2 separate regions of the Macaca mulatta genome follow, and region 2 is linked to region 1. Evidence: chromatin contacts called from public Hi-C data. All regions are on one chromosome and are shown on one strand. The core of a region is the stretch at or near the end of the contact, and the rest is flanking DNA. Distances in the headings are between cores, read along the strand shown. Region 1 holds the start of SLC25A42 (solute carrier family 25 member 42). Region 2 holds the start of TMEM161A (transmembrane protein 161A).

What was found. A called contact is a pair of places that touch in the nucleus more often than the background predicts.
Region 2: a contact with region 1 is called in a Hi-C map of cortical neurons, with 3 times the contacts expected there. The contact joins the promoter of TMEM161A here to the promoter of SLC25A42 in region 1. A contact is called at or near these places in 3 of 14 Hi-C or Micro-C datasets (cortical neurons, fetal cortex germinal zone and liver).

The regions. Positions count from the first base shown.
Region 1 is chr19:19,635,770-19,640,373 of T2T-MMU8v2.0, forward strand. SLC25A42 (solute carrier family 25 member 42) reads left to right here and starts at 1,857. Exons shown (of 8, transcript NM_001194691.1): 1 at 1,857-1,970. It overlaps LOC144336859, which reads right to left and starts at 2,748. Exons shown (of 2, transcript XM_077978489.1): 1 at 1,756-2,748; 2 at 1,123-1,224. The coding sequence starts at 1,991. The coding sequence ends at 1,143. It also overlaps a transcript of ARMC6 not described here.
Region 2 is chr19:19,712,756-19,717,359 of T2T-MMU8v2.0, forward strand. It overlaps TMEM161A (transmembrane protein 161A), which reads right to left and starts at 2,427. Exons shown (of 11, transcript XM_077978495.1): 1 at 2,395-2,427. The coding sequence starts at 2,397.

The sequences.
Region 1 (4,604 bases), core at 607-3,106:
TGTTACGTCCACCTGGAAGTGAGGTGGGGAGATGGTATTGGAGAAAGCCCAGCAGGGACCTGGCACCCAGTTGATGTTTAACTGACCTCAGCTTCCTCCTCTTCTCTGGAGGGCACAATGGAGGCCAGGTCCTGGAAGTTGCCGGGGGTAGTAAACCATAGGTGGCAGGTATGGGAGGGGAGGTCCATGTAGGCATATCGTGAGAATATCAGGAGTTTGATGATGGCCTTGGGCTAGTGATTTCCAGTCACATCCTCCCCATTTGAAACTTGTGTATCACGCACTTAGCAGGGGCTTGCACAGCCCTGAAACATGAGCCCTTTCTAAGGTTGGTTTCAGCCTTGCTCCCTCCCAGGATTCCCTGGTTCTGAACTTGATCTCCACCAACCCTGGCCAGCACCTAGAGGAAACAAGAGCTGGTATCTGGAAACATTTGTAGGCTTCTTCGTCTTGAAAATGAAGGGTGAGTCAGAGAACAGAGTGGCCTCGGGGCAGGTGCCGATGACACAGCCATGCCTGAGATGGCAGGTGTCTCCCTAAACGGCTGGCATTTTTCTGCAAAGCAACGCCATTAACCGCACTTCACAGAGGAGCTGAGGCTCACAGGCCGCACATGACCTGCTGAGGGTCAAATGCTTTCATCAGATAATTAAAATGAGAGCTGGGTTATAAATTTTCCCAGGGAAGCAACCCCAGAGAGGAAAGATCAAGGCATAGGAATCATTATCCCCCTTCTTTTCCAAATGAAACAGCTGAGGCTCACAAGGCCTTTGCCCAAGGTTGTGTGGTGGGCCAGTGATTCGACAAGGATTCAAACCTAGGTCTCTTGAGGCCCCCAGTGGCTCTTCTCTGACACTCCCTTTCCAAAAAGCAGGCTGCTGTAGATTCATTGTCTGGTTTAGCAACCAACGTGCTGTGTAACCTTGGGCATGGAGCTTGACCTCTCTGTGCTCTGGTTTCTGTAAAAGGGGTCAGTGGTCGCTTTGACCTCGTGGGACTGTGGTTAAGATTCAGTTAATTCATAAAAGGCTTAGCAGGGAGGAGGCCCAACAGGGATGTCACCGGATACCATGGCAGGTAACCTGGGACACAGGTCAGACACACAGAAAACCACACAGCACGTTTCAGTAGGATTCTGCTCCTTATTTCCATGTCTTCACACCACCTCGAGATGCAGAGGGCAGCTCAGAGTGACCTCCAGCGAATCTGCCCTCTCTGTGTCGTCTGCAGGGGATTAGTGGGGAGTAAGGGGATGGAGAATTATCCAGGAGTCCTTCAGCCTTGATGGTCCAAGTTCACAGCCGCTTCTGCGCTGGGTGGCCAGAGGGCGGGCTCTACACGAGAGTCTCAGGGGACCCTGCACCAGGCGTCGGGTTGCCACGCTCTGGGTGAGACTGCACCTTGAACGCTCCAGCCTTCCCTGGGGGCGTACCGCCCACGGCCGCTGCGACTGGCCGCGGGACCTGCCAGTCTGCGGCTTTGCAGCCAATCCCCGTCTCCCCCCAGGCTACGCCCTCTGTTCCTCTCGCCTCTGTGCCACCGGTCGCGCCAGTTTCCTCGTAGCCCCGCCCTTGGTCCCCGGCGATTGGCCGACAGTTCTGCCTGTTTTCTGCCAAGATTCCTCGCCTGCCTCCAGGCCCTCGCCTCCCAGCGCCTAGCACCCTGCGGGACCACCGAGGCACCCCAGGCCTCTCCCAATAGCCCCACCTCTGCCCGTCAGCGATTGGCTTCGGGGGCTGCCCATACGCTTCATACCCGCCAATCACTGACGTTTCCAGCGCTGACTGGCCAGGGAGCAGCCAATCGGGGCGTGGCGTGGACCCCTCCCGTGGCGCGCTCTGGGGGTGCGCGAGGCGGGGCCGTGGCGGCTGGAGGTGGCGGCGGCGGCGACGCGTCCGGGCCGGTGAGGGGGCGCGGGGGCGCCGGGGGGCGCAAGCGTCAGCGGCCCGCGCTTGTCGGGCTGAACTGAGGTAAGGCACGGGTCCTGTCATGGATCCCGGGGCGAGGGGCGGACGAGGCGGGGCGTGACAGCAGCGTCGCGAGGGCAAGAAGAGGTTAAAGACCCCCCCCAACCCCACACTCCACGTCTACTGCCCTCTGGGGGCTACTGCATCCAGGTCTGAGCCCCTCACCCGCAGCCCACGCACGCCTGACACCATGTCCCTTTTCGTTGACATCCCCCATACACCTGAAACTGTCCTTGCTGACATCTCCCATACCCCTGGGGCCTTGTCCCCGGCGCCCCGCACAGCTGGGTCTGACATCCCCCTCACACACCTGACACCGCGCCCCCACTCACGAACACCCACCCCCACTCACGAATACCCCTCATATCACCTGAGACTGTCCCTGTCGATGACACCCCCACATCCACACCTGAGCCTGTGACTTCTAACCCACGGTCCCGCAACTCACACCTGGACCTGGTCCCGTCCCCTACTGCCTTTCCTCATATCCAGGTATCTGCTCGCTACCCTTGTACCCACTCCCCCAGCAACCTGGGTCCCTCTTCTCAGGGACTTTACCCCCGGCAACTGCCCTCTGGTCCTGGCAGCCCCACACCTCTGTCTCTCCCCTTTCTCCTCCCTCCTACCCTCTCCCATCTTGGGCTTTCTTCCACGTGCACCTGTGTTCGCACACCCTCTGTAATAATCCCCCCGAATCCCCCAGGTCCTCCAATAGTCCCCCAAGCCTTGGTATCTCAGTATCGCTGCACCCTCCCCTCCCCAAACAAAAGCTTACCCCAGTGTTCATTTCTAACAGTGCTTGACAGTCTATAAAGTGATTTCCGGACCTTAGAATAATCCCATCGGTCAGACGAAACCGGAATCATCTCCATTTTACCAGCCACAGACCTAAACCACTTGAATGCTAGAGGCAGAGACTGTTGCATCCTGGGCATCGCTGACCCTCTGCTGTGGGGACCCACCGCGTTTGCGCCCATCTGTTATGTTTATCTCAGAGGGATTGGCAGGAGTCGTGACTTTGACTCGGTCCGGAAAGGCTTAGCTGGAAGGGACAGCCCCTCTGCCAAGCATGTGTCTCGGAGTCCTGGGGCGGGCTGGCGGTGGAGACGCTACCGGAGGAGGGGGGGTCATCATCTTGGGTACCTCCTGCAGGATGCCGGAGAGGGAGTTGCCGGGGCCGGGGCTCCCAGCCCTTGCAGACCGAGGACCCCTCTCAGACACTCCTTGGGCCCTTGAAGCCGATAAACAGAGTAAGGAAACACTCTTTAGAGTGAGTCAAACTACTGTTTCAGCTGTTTAAAGCTAACCTGCAAAACGAGCCTGGGAGCCTGGCATGGTGCTAGGAATGATTCTTCTGGAACTTTTTAGTTCTCTTGAGTCTGATTTGCAAGCATGCAGCATAGAAGGAGGACAGTGGCTTTGTTGTTGAAAAGCAATAACGTGCCATTTCCTGTAAGGCTTGCGGAGCATTTCTTATCCCCTCCCACCTCTCCCTGCAAAGACGGTGCCAGAATGTTCCAGAGGGTCATGTCACCTTCAGCTTCTCCTGTGGAAACTGAAGCCATTTGGGCTTTCTGTCCAACTTCAATAGGGGTCATTTAAAACATATATGGATGTGTGTGTATATATGTATGTATATGTGTGTGGGTGTGTGTTGTACACAGTACCTATATGCATATGTTTATATACATAGTTTATATACACATATTTCATGTGTGTTATATATGTACATGTGTATAAACTTTGACAAGATCATTGAGTGTATAGTTTTTGGGTTTTTTTTTTTGAGAAAGAGTCTTGCTCTGTCGCGCAGGCTGGAGTGCAATGGCGTGATCTTGGCTCAAGGCAACCTCTGCCTCCTGGGTTCATGCAGTTCTCCTGCCTCAGCCTCCCGAGTAGCTGGGATTACAGGCGTGTGCCACCACGCCCAGCTCATTTTTGCATTTTTAATAGAAACGGGGTTTCACCATATTGGCTAGGCTGGTCTCGCACTCCTGACCCCAAGTGATCCACTCGCCTCAGCCTCCCAAAGTGCTAGGATTACAGGCGTGAGCCACCACGCCCGGCCTATTATATAGTTAAAAACAAAAAATCAAACAGTACAAAAGGGCATGTAGTAGAAATCAGGCAGTCTACCCCGTTCCTCCTCAGATGCACTTACTGTTGATAATTTCTTGTGTTTTCTTCCAGAGGTAGTCTATGACTGGGGTGGGGGGAGGTATATATCCCCCAGCCCTTTTAAACCACTGGTAAATTTGCATTGAACAGACATAGGCATTCTAAGGCCACTCCCCTACTGATGGCTGTTTAAGCTGCAGCCCATATTTAGCTTTTACAAACAGAGCTGCAATGGATAGACACATGCATTATCATGTACTAAATACACAGTGAACGTATTTGGGCTCCAGCCATGCCCAGACACTTCAGACCCCCCTGTCTTGCCAGCTGTGCCTGTAGTCCACAGTTACTCAGGAGGCTGAGGTGGGAGGATTGCTTGAACCAAGGAGTTCAAGGTTGCAGTGAGCTATAATCTTGCCACTGCATTCCTCTCCAGCCTGGATGACAGAGCTAGATCCTGTCTCAAAAAAAAAAAAAAAAAAAAAATCGGGGGGCCAAGTCAAAGGGCATATTCATGTA
Region 2 (4,604 bases), core at 1,177-3,676, 78 kb after region 1:
CCAGCTATGACTTTTTTTTTTTTAAATTAGGAATTTTCTCACCCAGTTCTTAATTCAGAACACATTTTCATATACTTATTTTTAAACATTTTAGAAGAATCAGTCTGTGGTGAAGCTGGGTTTTCCTGATTGAATGCAGTAAATACCCATTTGCTGCCAGTAATTACGTAATTATGTAAAATTATGTGCTCAGGAGAGCTGTCTACTAGTATTCTGGTGTCATAATCAAAATGAAATAAAGTTTAATACTAAAATTAATTATTAAAATAATCCTTTAATCAGGCATAAATAAGCTAAATTTACTCAGAAAAACCCTAATGTGATGGATACCGGGCCTAGCATGGTAATTCGAAACGACCGCTGAGGCCAGGCACGGTGGCTCACGCCTGTAATCCCAGCACTTTGGGAGGCTGAGGCGGGCTGATCACTTGAGGTCAGGAGTTTGAGACCAACCTGGTCAACATGGTGAAACCTTGTCTCTACTAAAAATACAAAAATTAGCGGCATGGTGGCACATGCCTGTAATCCCAGCTACTCGGGAGGCTGAGGCAGGAGAATTGCTTGAACCCGGGAGGCAGAGGTTGCAGTGAGTCGAGATTGCGCCATTGCACTCCAGCCTGAGCAACAGAGTGGGACTCTGTCTCAAAACAAAATAATAATCATAAAAAAATAAAAATAAATAAAATAACAGACTAATAGGACATTTTCTCTGTGCCTATCACTTATAAACTGAGACCAGAAATCTTTTTTCAGTAATGAGGTTGGTGGCGCCATCTTTCTCATCTCTACATCCTCATTGCTCACCCTCCCCCGGACCCTAGTGCACACTGGCTGGTTGGCTGGCTGGCACTTAAGGACCATGAGTGCCAGCCCATGAGCCCCTGCAAGCCAGTGAGCCACCTGCCCTGCCACTCACCAGTCTGTTTTTCTTCTCTCTCTCGGACCTCTCTCCTGTGACCTGCCAGGGTTTTAACCACCCAATCCACCAACCCATCACAACCTTAGCACAGTAACACCTCCAGCCCAGACCTCTCTGCTGAGCTCAACCAGTAGGCTCCTCCAGGCTCTCCTGAGAGACCCCAACACTCACCCATCATCCCATACCCTGCCAGGTGGTTCAGGCCTTTACCAGTCTCACAGTCAGCCCCCAACTCGGTTCTGCACCCTGCAGGCATAGCTACAGACCCCCCCTCCACCTCCCCATGGCTCAGCTCTCTCCTCAGCCCTCACTGCGCCCAACCACTGGAGTCTCAGAGGTCTTCCTGGACCTTTGGGCTCTTCATCAATGACCCCACCACCTCCCAAAACCCCCTAAGGGAAAAGGTGGTGGAGGGGTGTATCTCTTCACCTAAGGCTTCTAGAGGTCTGTCCTGGGATGTTCTGATAGCCCTGCCCTCCAGCCAGCCTCCTATCTCAAGGTCAGGGCTCCGCAGACATCTCCAAGGATTTTCTTGAGTCTTCCATCAGCTCCTTCTTTTCCCTTTACTGGATTTACGATCCTTGAACCCAAGAACCCTGATAAAATCAATGCAACTTCCCTCCATCTCATTCCCGGGAGCCCGCGCCCTCATCTCCTACAGCGTCCTGCACCTGCGCCTGGGACAACGTCCCACTTTCAATAATCCCGGCCATCAGGGCCCTTCCTTCAGGGCCATCTCCAGCACCCCTCATCGGGGATGGTCCCAGGCAGGGACCCTCCAGTTCTCCAGTTCCACGTCCCTCTCTGCCCAGGCCAGTCGCGTCAGGGTTGTGGGAGTGCCCCATCTACCCGCACCAGCCTGATCCCCTGGGGCTGGGCTAAGTTTTAAGAACATACTCAGTGGGTTGAACCCAGAGCTGAGTGAGACGTGAAGGTTCCAACTGTCCTGTCTCCCACTCTGAGAACTTTGCCCGCCCTGAGGCCACCCAGACCTCCTGAGTCCACTGCCCACGGCTTCCCCTGCCCGTTGCACACACCCCGATATAGAAGGGACCCCTGATGGATCCCGTCGGCGCGGCCCCCACGCTCCTGCAGGACCCCTGTCCCCAGAGTGGACCCCAACAGGCCCCCACACCGCCTTAACAAGGTTCCAAATGTGCTGAGGTCCGCAGCCCCTCTGTGGGACCACGACCCCATAGCAGGACCCCAAACCCCTAAAAGGTCTCCAGAGAGCGGAATCCCCAGAACGCTTAAGGGCTTCTAGTCTCCCTGGGTACGACCCCCGTCGACTCCTTCGGAGGTCCTGCAGCGAGAGCAGGGCCCCCAGACAGGGACACACGGCCTTCAGCGTGCCCCCGAATCCCTCAGAGCCTCCAATCCCCAAGAAGAGACCACATTCCCTCAGTGTCTCCCTGGACCCCCTCGGCTGGACCCCGGCCCTGCAGAGCCCCCCACTTCGCAAGACGCTCGCTCACCATGGCGCTTGCGGGAGCGCGGTGCACGGACCCACCGGCCTGGGGCTCCGGGCCTTCCACGGGAACTCGACCAATTAGAGCCCGACTCTGATCTGACGAGCATCCCGTGCAACCAATCAGCGTGTTTTGAGCCGGCAAGTCACCAGGGACGAGGAGGCCGCTCGCGTTGCATGCCGGAAATTGTAGTTCAGACACGCTGGTTCTGAGCGATCAAAGTCAAGATTGTGTCTGGGAGGCCTGCGTGGCCCACCTCTCTGGAGGCTCAGTCTTCTCTTACCTAAACTTATTTCAAAGGTTTGCAGCGAAGTCATTTATTCCCACCTAAGGGACATTTCTGAGAGAACTCCCCCCCCCATCAAGAACATTCAATGGCTCCTACTTAGTAGACTAAGTACTTAGTATTCCTAAGTACCAAGTAGGCTAAGTACTCAGACTGAATCCAGACCCCTCTGCCTGACTTAAATCTGCTGCTAGCACTGTGGTGCACCTAATAGTACAGCTTGCACCCACCATGCTCTGTCATACCTCCAGGCTTTTGTAAATATCCTACATCTTGCAATGCCTTCAGGAATGCCTCAATCTTAAAATAAAAACAAAACAAAACCAAAAAAGAATGCCTCAATATTTTTCACCTGGCAAGTGCTTTATTCATCTCTATCAGCCAGGACTCTGGCTGTGCTCCACAAAATATCAACTAAAATAGGTTCAAGCAAAAAAAAGGAAAGTTTATGGCTCATGTGACAGAAAATACTAGCTGTAGGGTCAGCTTCAGGCATGGCTGGATCAAGGACCAAATGTCAGCTTCAGGGATCTGATGTTCTTTATTTCACCGCTAGAAGGAAAGGGCTTCTGGTGTTCGTGCCTGGGTTTTGCCGTTTGTCTTTCTGTGGATGAGTGTGTCTGCCTGAGTGTAGACATATATTGGGTATGACCAAGTGTCTGAGTATCTTTATGGGGGTGGGTTCCTGTGTGGGGGGCCCGTGTAACTACCTTTTCATTTGTACATTTTATTATTATTATTATTATTTTTTTCCTTGAGACGGAGTTTCCCTCTTGTTGCCCAGGCTGGAGTATAATGGTGCGATCTTGGCTCACCGCAACTTCCGCCTCCCTGGTTCAAGTGATTCTCCTGCCTCAGCCTCCCGAGTAGCTGGGATTACAGGCATGGGCCACCATGCCTCGCTAATTTTGTATTTTTAGTAGAGACGAGGTTCTCCGTGTTCATCAGGCTGGTCTCGAACTCCCGATTTCAGGTGATCCGCCCGCTTCGGCCTCCCAAAGTGCTGGGTTTACAGGCGTGAGCCCCCGGGCCTAGTTTACATTTTATTTTTTTAACTTTTGGCAAGTGCTGAATCTTAAGCGCACTATCGCACGCCACCTCGTGGTGGAGGGCAAAAGTGCAGTCTCCCTGGGATGGAGAAGCCGAACCAGTCTCACCAGTGGCCCTGGGGGCTCCCAGTCTTAGAAAGCAACCCATAATTTAATGGACCTCACACTGGGTGCTTAGTCTGTGGGCACTGATATCAGGGACTGGCCTGACTTCTTGTCACCATGAGGGTGAGATCCAAAGGCTGGGAAGGTTCTTTCTCTCTGGCCATGCCTCAGTTTCCTCCAGGGTACCTGCTGCTTTGACTCTTTCCCTCCTGCTCAGTCCCTGGTCCTGGTCCGGATGTGTGGGGTTGGGGTGCCAGTGAGTAGGCGGTTCTTCAGCCCATGTGGGAGGAAGGCCAGAGTCATTGTTGGGGAGGTCCTCAGAACACAAGGGTGGGTAACTGGGTGAAGGGTTTGCATCCTCTATGTGTAACACCGTGCATGTGGCAGTGGCGCTGCTGGAGGTGGCAGGGGCTGTATGCTCAGCTGGACCTCCACAGCCATTGATCACTGTCATGGGGACAGTGGCTCACCCCTCCTGAGTGGGGAAGGGACAGAAGGAACCAGGTGGGAAGTGTTGAAGACCTGAGTCCAGCCAGGGATAGTGGCTTGGTGTGTGCCTGTAGTCCCAGCTACGTGGGAGGCTAAGGCTGGAGGACTGCTTGAGCCCAGAATTTTGAGACCAGCCTGGGCAGCACAGCAAGACCCTCACCTCTAAATAAAATAAAATAAATTTTTAAAAAGTTAAATTAGCCCAGTGTGGTGGCTCAAGCCTGTGAGTCCCAGCTACTTAAGAGCCTGAGGTGGGAAGATTGCTTGAGCCCAGGAGTTTGAGGCTG